2 separate regions of the Zea mays genome follow, and region 1 is linked to region 2. Evidence: chromatin contacts called from public Hi-C data. All regions are on one chromosome and are shown on one strand. The core of a region is the stretch at or near the end of the contact, and the rest is flanking DNA. Distances in the headings are between cores, read along the strand shown.

What was found. A called contact is a pair of places that touch in the nucleus more often than the background predicts.
Region 1: a contact with region 2 is called in a Hi-C map of leaf, with 7 times the contacts expected there. The contact joins the promoter of LOC103627437 here to the promoter of LOC100383574 in region 2. A contact is called at or near these places in 4 of 25 Hi-C or Micro-C datasets (bundle sheath and leaf).

What each region holds. Positions count from the first base shown.
Region 1 is chr5:190,990,048-190,997,078 of Zm-B73-REFERENCE-NAM-5.0, reverse strand. LOC103627437 (phytosulfokine receptor 1) reads left to right here and starts at 3,095. Exons shown (of 1, transcript XM_008647734.3): 1 at 3,095-6,816. The coding sequence starts at 3,341. The coding sequence ends at 6,496.
Region 2 is chr5:190,638,577-190,645,241 of Zm-B73-REFERENCE-NAM-5.0, reverse strand. LOC100383574 (Nucleotide/sugar transporter family protein) reads right to left here and starts at 4,912. Exons shown (of 8, transcript NM_001176222.1): 1 at 4,769-4,912; 2 at 3,739-3,877; 3 at 3,367-3,551; 4 at 3,226-3,293; 5 at 2,507-2,639; 6 at 2,189-2,350; 7 at 1,772-2,044; 8 at 1,359-1,617. The coding sequence starts at 3,853. The coding sequence ends at 1,531.

The DNA of each region.
Region 1 (7,031 bases), core at 1,846-4,345, 350 kb before region 2:
ATCACGTGCTAAAACCCTGTTTGTGCTAACATTCCCCCCACTGTTAGATCAACTTGTGCCCGTGTGCAAGTTCCAGTACTCGCCCAGTCTTTTGACAAGTTGAGGGACGGCGATCGAATTCCAGTACAAATGACCATGGCGTGGGATCATAGCTCAACGCCGGCGCGGTCCAAATCTAGCGGGCAGTTGACGGTGATCTTAGGCCGGCGTACGCTGGCCACCGTGTCCGTCATAGTCATAGGCCTCCAGATTCAAACGCTCTACGCCTCCAAGTGCAAAAACAGGTCGTTCCAACACCGGCCATTCGTGGGCACCAAAAAAGGTGGGAAAAAAAGGAGGGTTGAAAAAAGCTGCGCTTGTACGTGGAGTTGCACTTACGGTAGGTAATTGGCAACAATGACCGAGTGTGTGGAGTGGGAGTGGCCATAGAGAGGAGCGCACTTCAGAGGTAGGTAAATCGCGGAGTAAGTTATCGGCTCCTTTACTCGGTTTATGTCTCTATCATTTCAAGCACGTATACAAACTCCAATTGAGTTAATGAGGCCGGTAGAATAAGTAATCGGTGCGGTAGACCAACAAATGAGTGTTTTATTGACGAATTGGGTTCATCGTGAAGAAACTTAAGAGTCTGTTTGGTTGGGCTGTGAAAAAAGTTGCTGTGAGCTATGGAAAAGGCTGTTGTAGGCTGTAAGCTGTTAAAAAGCTAAAAACCGTTTGGTGGAAACCACTAAAAGTCGTTAAAAATTATTCGATATATGTTTTCACAGTTTCATCCGAAAAGCCACTAAAAGCAAGTCCAGATGTGCTTTCAGATTTGCACTATGAGAAAGTTAGCTTTTAGAAAAAGCTGCTTCCTAGATCCAGCCCTTTGGTTGGCTTTTGGCTTTTAGGAATCAAAAGCCAAAGCCAAAAGTCAAACCAAATACACCCTAAGGCTATCTTTGAGTTGGCATCATGCCATGGGACAGTGGGTCAAATTAAAAGGTAGACAGGAGATAGAACAGTAGGTTTAAGCCAAAGAATTAGTCGAAGCTAGTGATATGGAATTCAAACGGAGTGATGTAGGGTATGTTTGGTTCAGTTTTATGAACCGCATTCGATACCAAAGTTATTGGAATCTCAACAAAGCGGATACGGGAGTAGAATACATTGTTAAAAATCTATATACTTTCTAGTTCAATTCATAATCATCTCCTATCCTAGGTTTTCCAGATTTCTGTCATTCATATAACAAGCTATCATGCTTTTAAAGAATCTACGGTTACCAGTTGCTTTAACTAAACATGTTGTAGTTTTCCCACAACCGTTAGCTGGATCTACAGCTGAACCATACAATAGAACAATACAGACCCGTAGTGGGATACATAGAGAGAGAGAACTATGATCAAACAATAAAAAAATATTTGCAAAAACTATTTTCAAATAGGAAAAAACTTTAAATGTTAAAATGAAAACGTAGCTACATGTGCGTTACATGTGTCAGCCACCTAGCTGCTTCCTAAAATTTGAAAGCCAATGGTAAATAAATAAAAAACAGAGAAGCCACTGAGAGTTGCGGCAACGCCACGTCACCCAAATCCACTCTCTAAATTTCAGTAAATACTAAAATGTGGCTTATATCTAAGTGTTGAAAGCTGAATGGTTCTGTTGTTAAGGATTGAAAAATAGGCTCGTCAATGGTTGTAGAACAGACTCAATTTTCTCGTATAACATAGCAGCAGACCTACGTTTTCCAATGAAATGAGGCAATCCAACAAGGTTAACTGAACAAACAATTTAAAATAGCATTATCTCGAAATAAAAAAAGTGTCTGTTTGATAGATCTTTAGCTTCTCAAAAAACGGTGAAACCAAAAGAATCCATGTGTTTAGTGGTTTGGGTTTCTTGCACACAGAAAAAAAAAGGTTTCACTTCATTATTCTGTTCTTGGTTTTGGCTTCAAAAGCCGTTCTCTTTATTAAACGCTCGTTTGGTAGGATCTTTATTAAGCTGGTGAAGAAGACACAAACAAAAGTCCTGCCGAAGTGGGGCCTAATGAATCTGTTACCGACATCGGATGTGATCTAGTACAGTACCCGTGGCGCCAAGACGTTCAACACTGAATTCAATAGAATCACATGATTTCCTGCCTTTATTTAAATCCCACCCCCGCAAAAGAAGAAGAAAAACGATCTTTCGGTGTATCAATCAAAATCCCGTCTCTTTCATTCTCCCTGTAATAATAGTGTGTGTCTGAGGTGTATGGCGCCGTATTGGTTTTCCCTGTAGCCTGATAGGCATAGCACAGCTTGAAGACGACATCAAACCGAAGCAGATGGAAAAAAAAAGTGAGCCAGCCGAAGCCGGCTATGCAGTTCCCGCCACCAATAGTCAACAGATCCAGCATACCCGCCAATTGGACCGTCACATCCCCGACGCAGCCACCACCGGTCACCAGACGCAGCAAGCCAGCAATCCACCGGTCCTTCGCCCCGCTGACGCGCGGTGTGTGCAAGGCATGCATGGCATTGGCACGCGCCCTGGCGCGCGGGGCGTTGGCGCGGCCGAAAGCGGCGGCGGCACACGTGCCACCTGCCGCTAGCGGTTGACTTCGCTGCTAATCTTCCATCGCCATCCCCCACCCCAACCCCAACCCCCAGCGACAGCGGAATGTGGAGTCCCTACGGGTCAGCGTGCCCAGGACAAGTACTTAAATTTCTTTAATGTAAGGGACCTAGTACTTAGTGCATGAATCGACACGTACAGCTTAAACGATTCCAAAACTAAAAAAAGTGTAATAGTTTGTTTCGCAAACATTATCTTCCATAAGCACGGTTATATTTTATTTCTGATAATATGGGCACAAAGGTAGCACTGATCCGGCTGGGACAATATTCATTAATATCTACTATTCGGTATGCAGGTTCTATCCTCAGAATGGTCTGCTTTCTTGAGAGTTATAATACTCATGCGTTTCATGGAAGCCAAATGGAGAGAAAGGGAGGCTTGAGAACGACGGTTAGGCCAATTTTGAACAGAGGTCAAAAGACGTCCGACCATGGATTCTTTCAGCAAGTTGAAAAAGACAATCAATTCGACAAAGAAAACTCGGGCCACCCACGGCTGAGTGCCTGCACAATCACAAGTCAAAACCGACCCACGCCGCGCCGCCCCGCCCCCTCCTGACAACACTACTGTCCACTCCCATCGTCTCCCTCCCTCCCACCTCACTTCCCTTCTCCCCTCTCCACCATTGTTGCTACCGGTGCAAGCGCTCAGGCGAGACCAGCTTTACGCTCCGTATGGCCTAGGTCCTGAGAATCCCCGCCCAACCTCATCACTGTACTTCGTCCTTGCTTATATGGAGCATTTCTTGATGCGAGGCACCGCCACATGGCCACGTCGTTCCTTTCTGTGCTTGTCTGCTGTCTTGGTCCTGCTGCTGCTGTCTCCAGTCGACTCCCTGAAGAAGACCACCATCTCCTGTGACCCGGGTGACCTTAAAGCCCTGGAGGGCTTCTCTGAAGCTCTCGACGGTGGCAGCGTCGCTGGCTGGGAGCACCCAAATGCGACCAGCTGCTGTGCATGGCCCGGTGTCAGGTGCGACGGCAGCGGGAGGGTCGTCCGGTTGGACCTCCATGGCAGGAGGCTGCGGGGCGAGCTGCCGCTCTCGCTCGCGCAACTGGACCAGCTGCAGTGGCTCAACCTCTCCGACAACAACTTCCACGGTGCCGTCCCCGCGCCTGTGCTCCAGCTCCAGAGGCTGCAGCGACTCGACCTCAGCGACAACGAGCTTGCTGGCACACTCCTGGACAACATGTCTCTCCCATTGATCGAGCTCTTCAATATATCCTACAACAACTTCAGTGGCTCCCACCCCACGTTCCGTGGCTCAGAGCGCCTCACCGCGTTCGATGCAGGGTACAACTCCTTCAGCGGGCAGATCAATACTAGCATCTGTGGGTCGTCTGGTGAGATCAGCGTGCTGCGATTCACATCCAATCTCTTTACTGGGGACTTCCCAGCAGGCTTTGGGAACTGCACAAAGCTCGAGGAGCTACATGTCGAACTCAACAGCATCTCCGGGAGATTGCCAGATGACCTATTCAGGCTGCCATCTCTGAAGGTCCTGTCTCTGCAAGAGAATCAACTAACTTGGGGGATGAGCCCAAGGTTCAGTAACCTGTCCAGCCTTGAGAGATTGGACATATCTTTCAATTCATTCTTTGGGCACCTTCCAAATGTTTTTGGTAGCCTCCGCAAGTTGGAGTTCTTCTCTGCACAGTCCAACCTCTTTGGGGGCCCATTGCCTCCCTCACTGTGCCGTTCACCCTCACTGAAGATGCTGTACCTGAGGAACAATTCGTTGAATGGAGAGGTCAACCTCAACTGCTCGGCAATGACACAGCTTAGCTCGCTCGACCTTGGCACAAATAAGTTCATTGGCACAATTGATAGTTTGTCAGATTGTCGTAATCTGAGAAGCCTGAACCTTGCCACAAACAACCTCAGCGGTGATATCCCTGATGGTTTCAGGAAGCTTCAGTCGCTAACCTACCTCTCACTTTCAAACAATAGCTTCACAGATGTCCCTTCAGCATTATCTGTCCTTCAGAACTGTTCAAGTCTAACAAGCCTTGTGCTCACAAAGAACTTCCGTGATGAGAAGGCCTTGCCGATGACTGGGATACATGGTTTTCACAACATCCAAGTGTTTGTCATTGCAAATAGCCATCTTTCAGGATCAGTACCACCATGGCTAGCTAATTTTACACAACTGAAGGTGTTGGATCTGTCATGGAATCAGTTGGTCGGGAATATTCCTCCATGGATTGGTGATCTTGAGTTTCTGTTCTATTTGGATCTATCCAACAATTCACTTAGTGGAGGAATTCCAGAAAGCTTGTCTAGCATGAAGGCCCTTGTAACAAGAAAGGTCTCACAGGAATCTACAGAGACTGATTATTTCCCTTTCTTCATCAAAAGAAACAAGACAGGCAAAGGGTTGCAGTACAACCAGGTTAGCAGCTTCCCGCCCTCCCTAGTTCTCAGCCATAACAGGCTCACTGGCCCCATATTATCAGGCTTTGGGATCCTCAAGAACCTACACGTATTGGACCTCAGCAACAACAATATTTCTGGCATCATTCCTGATGATCTATCAGAGATGTCAAGCCTGGAATCCTTGGATTTGTCACATAACAATCTTACCGGAGGCATCCCATCTTCATTAACGAAGCTGAATTTTCTATCGAGCTTCAGTGTGGCATACAACAATCTGAATGGTACCATTCCATCAGCAGGTCAATTCTTGACATTCAGTAGTTCGGCTTATGAGGGTAACCCTAAACTCTGTGGCATTCGCCTAGGCCTACCCCGGTGCCATCCAACTCCTGCTCCTGCAATTGCTGCAACAAATAAGAGAAAGAACAAGGGCATCATATTTGGAATAGCTATGGGTGTTGCAGTTGGGGCAGCGTTTGTTTTGTCCATTGCTGCTGTATTTGTGCTGAAGAGTAACTTCAGAAGGCAGGATCATACTGTAAAGGCTGTCGCAGATACTGATCGAGCCCTTGAGTTGGCACCAGCCTCACTTGTACTGCTGTTTCAGAACAAGGCTGATAAGGCATTGACCATTGCTGACATCTTGAAATCGACAAACAACTTTGATCAGGCTAACATCATCGGTTGTGGTGGCTTTGGTATAGTGTACAAGGCAACATTGCAAGATGGAGCAGCAATCGCTATCAAACGACTATCAGGCGATTTTGGTCAGATGGAACGGGAGTTCAAAGCAGAGGTGGAGACCCTATCAAAAGCTCAGCATCCTAATCTTGTGCTTCTGCAAGGTTACTGCAGGATTGGCAGTGATAGACTCCTGATATACTCTTTCATGGAAAATGGCAGCCTAGACCATTGGCTTCATGAAAGTCCAGATGGTCCCTCCAGATTAATCTGGCCAAGAAGACTTCAGATAGCAAAAGGAGCAGCAAGAGGTTTGGCATACCTGCATTTGTCATGCCAACCTCACATTCTCCATCGTGACATCAAGTCAAGTAACATCCTTCTAGATGAGAATTTTGAAGCCCATTTAGCTGATTTTGGGCTTGCTCGGCTTATTTGTCCCTATGCCACACATGTGACCACTGACCTAGTTGGTACACTGGGTTACATTCCCCCCGAGTACGGCCAATCTTCAGTAGCCACTTTCAAAGGTGATGTTTATAGTTTTGGCATTGTCCTTCTGGAGTTATTAACTGGAAAGAGGCCCATAGACATGTGCAAGCCGAAGGGAGCCCGTGAGCTAGTTTCATGGGTTACACTTATGAAAAAGGAAAATCGTGAAGCTGATGTCTTGGACCGTGCAATGTACGATAAGAAATTTGAGACACAAATGAGGCAGGTGATTGATATTGCATGTCTGTGTGTAAGTGATTCACCAAAACTGCGGCCATTAACACATCAGTTAGTGATGTGGCTTGACAACATTGGTGTGACCAGTGATGAACCAAAGTGAAGGCAAGTTCAATGACAGCGGTCATTGGGGAAATCCTTGTGTTTAATTGATCCTATCCGGGATGAATGTTCTTCTCTTTTGAGAAATGTAAGATAATGCATGGTGATTATATATTAAATAATGCATGCTTCATGAGAGTCTAACTTGCTAATTCAATAACAGAAAAAGGAAAATTCTGTTATTTTGCATGCAGTAGATACAATTTTCGAGTGGTTTATGGAAGTTTTGCTTCTTTTTTGACTTTGGTGTGAATATCTTGTATACTGTTACAGGGGATCTTCTAAATAATAGAATAATTGAGTACCTCTCGGTTTCTCTTATAAGTTTGTGCACATATTGTTGTACGTTACTGCGTGTGTTTGGTTGGATGTACAAGGAGGGATAAAAGGGACGACCACAGTTTCTATATTGTTTGGATGAGAGTCACGAGGGGGTGAGATGAACACCGGAGTAATTTTTGGTGGTGGCGTGATCCTAAAAAATCGAGGGGATGGTTTCGCTCCTGCCTCATCCTACCTTGACCTCAAACCAAACA
Region 2 (6,665 bases), core at 3,663-6,162:
CCGCTTGTATCGTACCTGAATGCATGGTTTCATTTAATTTAGTGGTGTCTTTGCGCCACCGGTGCTTTACCCATACCACTCTTGAATTGGTATATCTTCATTCTAATGTAATTTATTGCAACCTAGATTTAAATCATGTGAATCCTTGAATTTGGAGACTACCGCTGCAAGCTGATCCATTTTAGCCGAGAACTCATTACTCCTAATTGAAGTTAAAATTGAGTTATATAGTTCAAGGGATGACAAATTTTGATATTCTTAGATTGATTGCCTTGGGCGTGGATGTTGATTCGTTGTTACAACAATATAGACTATTGAGTATGCTTCCATTTTTTATAGGGTCCATAAGTTTGCACCACACAACCATTTGGTTTTATCTGTTGTCATTTGACCTCTCGTGGAAAGGAGTGAGATGAACTATGGAGGAATTCTGATGTTATGGATTTCCATTTAACTTCGTCGTACTTGCAAGCCATGTAATATGCTATTGTTGTTATTGCCCTTTATAATCTGTGATTTTTTCTGGCTACAAAATTTTGATTGGTTTAGTCTTGAATTTGTTGTTATATAAATGTTTCTTGCATTGTAGTTCTTTTTTATTTTAAACTTATGCATTACTTCTACAAAGTTCTATGCTGACAACGTCTTCTTATTTGATGTACATCCTGCAATAGCTATTTCCATCCGTGAGCAGCTTGATGAGGGCTTCCCACCATCGTGGAGCCCATGGGAGCTAGGTGCGCCGACAGTGAATGCAGACCGCACGTGGCTTGTGCGACTCTCAGTCCCGGGCTATTTTGCAATGTATTGGTTATTTGCGAAAAGAATATGAGGTATTTAGAGTGTGTTTTCGTTTTCGTTGTAAACTAATATTTTAATGAATAATTTGTGTACCGTCGCAACGCACGAGCTTTGTGCTAGTAAAGTATTAAAATGCATACCGAGCGAGGGAAATATAATCTTTATATATAAGAAACATCGGAACGTCCTTTTTATTTAGAGAACACTTTAGATAATGCTGTTGAATTGTATATAGGGGTAGTGGACTGTGGACATGAGACTTTAGCACTCCTCGAGGCGTCCTAACGTTTTAAGAGCTGTTGCATCAATTGTACACCGTGCTAAACACCCCTGTTGCCGTGAAAATACAGTACATTTTTCTGTTTTAAATTATATTTCATTTTTGCTTTTTAGAATAAAAAAATATAAATTTCACTAAATTTATATACTAAAATAATAACTATTATTATACCAAATAAATTTTATTATATTTTCATTAATTGTATTTTAATAGTGTATGTATTTATTGTCTTAATTTTTTTTATAATTTTAATTAAATTTGAGATATCTTGACTCTTCAAAAAAATTGAAACGGCTTATAATTCGCAATAGAGGAATATTACATATACAATATTATAAGAAACAAAAAGGAATGACTTCTTCCCTGACTTTCTGAGATTCAGAACAGTGCGTCGTAGTAACACTAGAGCTGGACTAATTAGGCTATAAGCAACGGCAAACGGGAACATCTTAGCAGTCGTGAGCAACCCCGTTCGCCTTTTTGGTGTCGCTGTTGTCCTTGGTCGCCAACAGCGGCTCCGTCTCCTTGTCAGGCATCTGCAGCAACCACGAACATCAGATTCAGACCGGCCCCATGAATGGCTGAACTCGGCTCTAACAAACCCGTGCAGTCCACCTCCAGCAAAGAATGTGATGGACTGATAGTTGGGTGTGTGATGACTGATCGATCGATGGCAGACGACGTGCGTACCTGTGACACCGGGAGGGCGTCGCCTGCGGACTTCTTCTTGCCCTCACGCACCGAGAAGATGGAGTAGAGCGCCATCCCGAAGATGGCGACGAGGATGCCCAGGATGTTCCGCACGGTGAAAGGATCGTGCAGCAGCGTGTACCCGAACGACAGCACCAGGCACGTCTTGAGGTGGCCCAGCACCTGGTACGTCACCGGCGACGTCGTCCCGATCACCAGGAACGTGCTGAAGTTCACCGACACCGCGATCAAGCACGACAGGACGATGAAGCCCTGCAACATAGCTCACGCACCCTTGTCATGGTTGGGCACGTAGTCATGTCACCCACCCAAAACTGAGCTACACCTGGGAGTGATCTTTTTTTTTTCTTTCTGAAACTGTCAAAACCGTTGCAGAGAATGTGTGACGGAGCTTACCACAACCGGGAAAGTGTATCTATGGGCGAAGACGCTGCGGCCGGTGAGGAGATGGTCCACGAAGGGGCCAGTGGCGAACAGAATGGCTGCTTGGTAAGGCGCTGACTGGTACAGGAGCTGCGTTGACGAGACCTTCAGCTTCCTCTGTATCGTATTCGTGAGCTTTCATTCAACAGGTTAAGGAGATACACCATAGGCCATAGCGATCGTACGTACGCAGATCATTTTTTGGCAACTAATGCGCATGACGATGAGGCGTGCAGAATGCGCGCGCACCCTGAACGATGAGCATAGAGATATTCAAATGCAGGAGGATACAATTTGGCCGACACAAGTGGTGGCGATGGCGAGGCCGGAAAGAACGGACCCGAGGCAGTTTAACTTGAGGTCCGTAACTGAGGCGATGCCAACTCCGAGCAGCAAGACCAGCAGAGAAAACTTGATCGTCTCACTGCATATTGCAACAAGACATATTTATCATAGCGGTAAATGGAAGGGACCGGCCTAGTTTCCTGAAACAAAATGATATTGTCTAGGACCGGTAAAAAAATGAAACAAACGAAGTTAAGCTTACTTTAATGTTTCCAGTGTTCTAGCTTGGCTAGACATTTTGCTATCTCATTTGATCTTGTGGGCCTTATTTTTATCAGAATAGTTTTTAAGGGGTGGAAATCTAATCACCCTAAGGGCTAGTTTGGAAACCACAAAACCGGAGAGGATTGAGGAGCTAGAATCCCTTCTTTTTAGAATCCCGTTCTTATTTAAATTTGAATAAAAAGAAAATTCTAGCCCCTCCAATCCCCTCCGGTTTTGTGGCTCCCAAATTAGCCCTAAGAGCTGGTTTGGTGACAAGAGATAACAAGGAGATCCATGTAGGAGCCCTTGCTATAGCGGCAATAAACCCTTCTTGTACGATAAATGTAGAATGTTGTATTGCCCAGTGCTTAATTTTACCACTGTTATGGTCTGAACAGAGTACAATCAGTACATCTAGTATGCAGGAAGCACCAACTCATGTTTCCCCCCCTCAAACTAACCTGAATCTTTTCTTCAGGAATATAGTCTCCAACAGCACCGTGAAGGGTATTATGGCCAACTTCGTCATCTGCAGAACATACTGAATTTGAGCCTTCATATTCAATCAAGAGAAAAAGAAGAAGAAAGAGAAGAGGACTGGCCTGGTAGAATCCGATGGAGTTGAACCCTAAACTAAGGTTCAGAAGGCCAATCGAGGTCCCGTTGAGCAAGCCAAACAGAACTACCGTCTGCCCGTCGATCGCCTTGGGCTCGAAAAAGCGCAGGCGCTGCGCCACGTGGAGGGTGCAGAAGGTCACCATCAGGTGCCAGCTTGTCAGAGTCGTAGCTGCATTGATCATAGGCACACATTTACATTTACATACGATACTCCGGCAAGTATTGGGCTGAACGCACGTGACTCTGCAAAGCGCGCTGTGGTTCATGGATAAGCCCGGGGGGAAAAAAACACATGATCTGTTGTTCTGTTCATATCTGTGGACGGCAACCGTCGATGAGGGCTGTCCTGTCCTTACCGAATGGAAAGCCTAGGGTGCTGATGAGGGCTTTGTTGCAGATGACAATGGCAACCGACGACGCGACGGAGAGCGTGAGAGACCCGATCACGCCGAGCTGGAAACCGGCAGTCATCTTGGCCAGCTTCTGAATCTGAATCTGCAGGACCAGGAATATATACATAAAAAAAAACGTTGGCGTTTAGTAACAGCAGGTAAGACACAATGATGTCTTGGGCCGTGGTGACGCATCCCAAACTAGCAGGCTACTGCCAAACGGCGTGCGACGAAGCGTACAACAACTGCGCATCTCTGGGGTGCCTGCTGTTCCGCCGTCCGGCACAGCAGACGGTCATGTACGACTTGGAAAAAAAAGCATGGCATTTGGGGCATCCAAGCGTACAACAACTGCGCATCTCTGATCTACTTTGAGTATCGTAGCACGCGAGCCAGGAACGAGGACGTACAGACCGGTGGGTTCGCTCTGGCCCGAGGTGGTACAATATGATCCAACGGAATCCTACCTGTGTTGCGAAATGATTGATCACGTTTGCATACACGCTATTTAATGATCTTTTTTTTGTTAAAGTAAAAAAAATGGTTAAAGTAAAGCGCTTAAAGCGAATGGTTGATATAAGAAATGACCACGCTTAGCCCTGTGTATCAATCAGGTGGAGCTTTTGGTCTAAATTCATATACCGGAAACAAATTTATTTGAGCAGGATACCGTAATAAACAGATGACCAGAAGAAGAACTAGATCGTTCTGTGCTGTTTTTTTTTAAAAAAAATATGAACATAAATATTGGATGGTGAAACAGAGAGCGTAGAAAAGAGAAAACCCTACGCAAAGCTTGATGATAAAACCTGACCACTTTGGTCCGTTGACTACGTGCAGCGAAACGCACGCGCACGGGACCAAGGCCAAAATCCTCCAACACATGTTAGAGCAGTGTCGCGGAACTCGAGCTCGAAAACAAAACCCGTCAGAAACCCGGTTCAGAACTCAAGAACAACCTGAGACGACACTGGAAAGAGTGCAGAGTACTCACTTGGAAAGTTCAATCAAATCGACAGGCCTCCTCTTCTCTGCAGCAGCTCCTCGTGCATGCGTGCGCGCGCGCGAGAACGAGGGAGGCGTGGTGCGGGCTTGTGGCCTCTAATGGCGCTGGTTCCGTGCCGCAGCTAGCGCCTCGTGGGGTGGGGAGGAAGAAGAGAGAGACGCAAGGCAGAGGCATTTTTATGCCCGGCCCCGGCACCACCTGTGTGTGTAGGTCGGGGCCCGGGGGGTGGGAGCCTGGGAGGGGAGGGGAGGTGTTTGGTGGTGCAGTCTGCTCCGTCCGTCCGTGCTTTGACGGCGGTGCAGGCAGCAGCTCCCTTCCGGTCCCGGACGTGGTCGACTCATCGAGTCCGCATCACCGACAAGGAAAGAGACGGTCACCGAACCAGGTAAATTTTCTCGAGACTGATGTTTGTTGCCCGAGTCCACATCACAATTCGAGGCCTGTTGCTGTAGCACAATCTACTAGTAATTTCAGTGCTAAATTATTACGCACATCTAATCTAAGAATTAATTAATAACGATGCATACAGTCGCGTAAAGTTTAGAGCATAATCATTCTGTCCTATTATATAAAACATAACCTCTAATTTAAAGACCAAGAAATACATTTAATTCTCTCTATTATCACTGTATCGATGTACATTTATATAAAGAGAGCACGTATTATATTGTAGGATAAGTGCGAAAAGTGATTATGGCTTATATTGTGGGAGGGAGTATTTCATACCTACAGTGCCAAAACGTGGATACCGATGACGTGAGTGGCTCCTCAGCATCCCGCCGCCGCTGCTGCCAGGCGCGGACCCACGCATCAGCCGGCCGGCGACGGTTGGGTCGGACGGCGTTGCGGCAGGCCGCTACCGACGACTCGGCTGGACCATTCTGCCAGCGTCCAAAGGGACCGATCGATCTTTCACTGCAACTTTCCCCTCGCACATTTTAGTTTCGTCCTGGAAAAAAAAAGGAAAAAAAGAAAAGAAGACTAGGACCGAGCGAGAAAGATGTTGGCCGAGGTCCATTATTGTCCGGTGTCAGCACTTTGCAACTAATTTGCGTACGACGACCAGTGGTACTAATCAATGTGTTGCTGCTACGACTAAGCAAGCAAGCAAGCAGCGTTCGGTGTCGCCACCAATCGCCCTACAATATTCCAGCTTTAATAAAAAAGTCCTCGTGAAGACGACGTTCGATCTTCACTGACGCCGCAGCAGAACTTTGCGGTACACACACTAATCAAGGTCTTTTCATCAAGAGTTTAATCAAGGTATTTTTCAAGTGCACCCTTAATCATACACCCGCGCGCGAGCGATAAATGGATACAAAACTTGTCCTTAAAAAAGGTGACCAGTTAAACCTTTATGGTGGTGATCAGTTGGCTATAGATAGTAACAGAAAAAAGGCCCGACTTTTCTGAATTGGGGTATCCTCTCATACGCTACCTTCCGGGGCAGTAGGGTGTAGGTGCTACATGCGATGAAAATTACAGGCCATTTCTCTTTTTTCTTATTTACTTTGGACATACAATATACTCCTATTTGTTACCTCAGTTTTTTCTTTTTGGACTGCGAGAGCTGATGACCATGAGGCACCGCTGAAAGCATGGGTCCATGCATAGACCCCCTGCACCGACTAAAATACAGATACCCAGCACCTCCAAAGCAGATTCTCCGACCTAACGAGGGCACTAATCGAATAGAATTAAGCCGAACGGGGAGCGGGAGCAGGAGCAGGAGCAGGAGCATCACATCAAGGCTACTAGCATTCACCCATCCAATAATTGGCAAGGAAAACAACACACACCTTCCCAATCCCCCCCTTGTCACTTAGGGCGCAAGCTTGGAGGGAGGGAGGGAGCCAGGTGGTTGCAGCAGTAAGTAAAGCGAGCG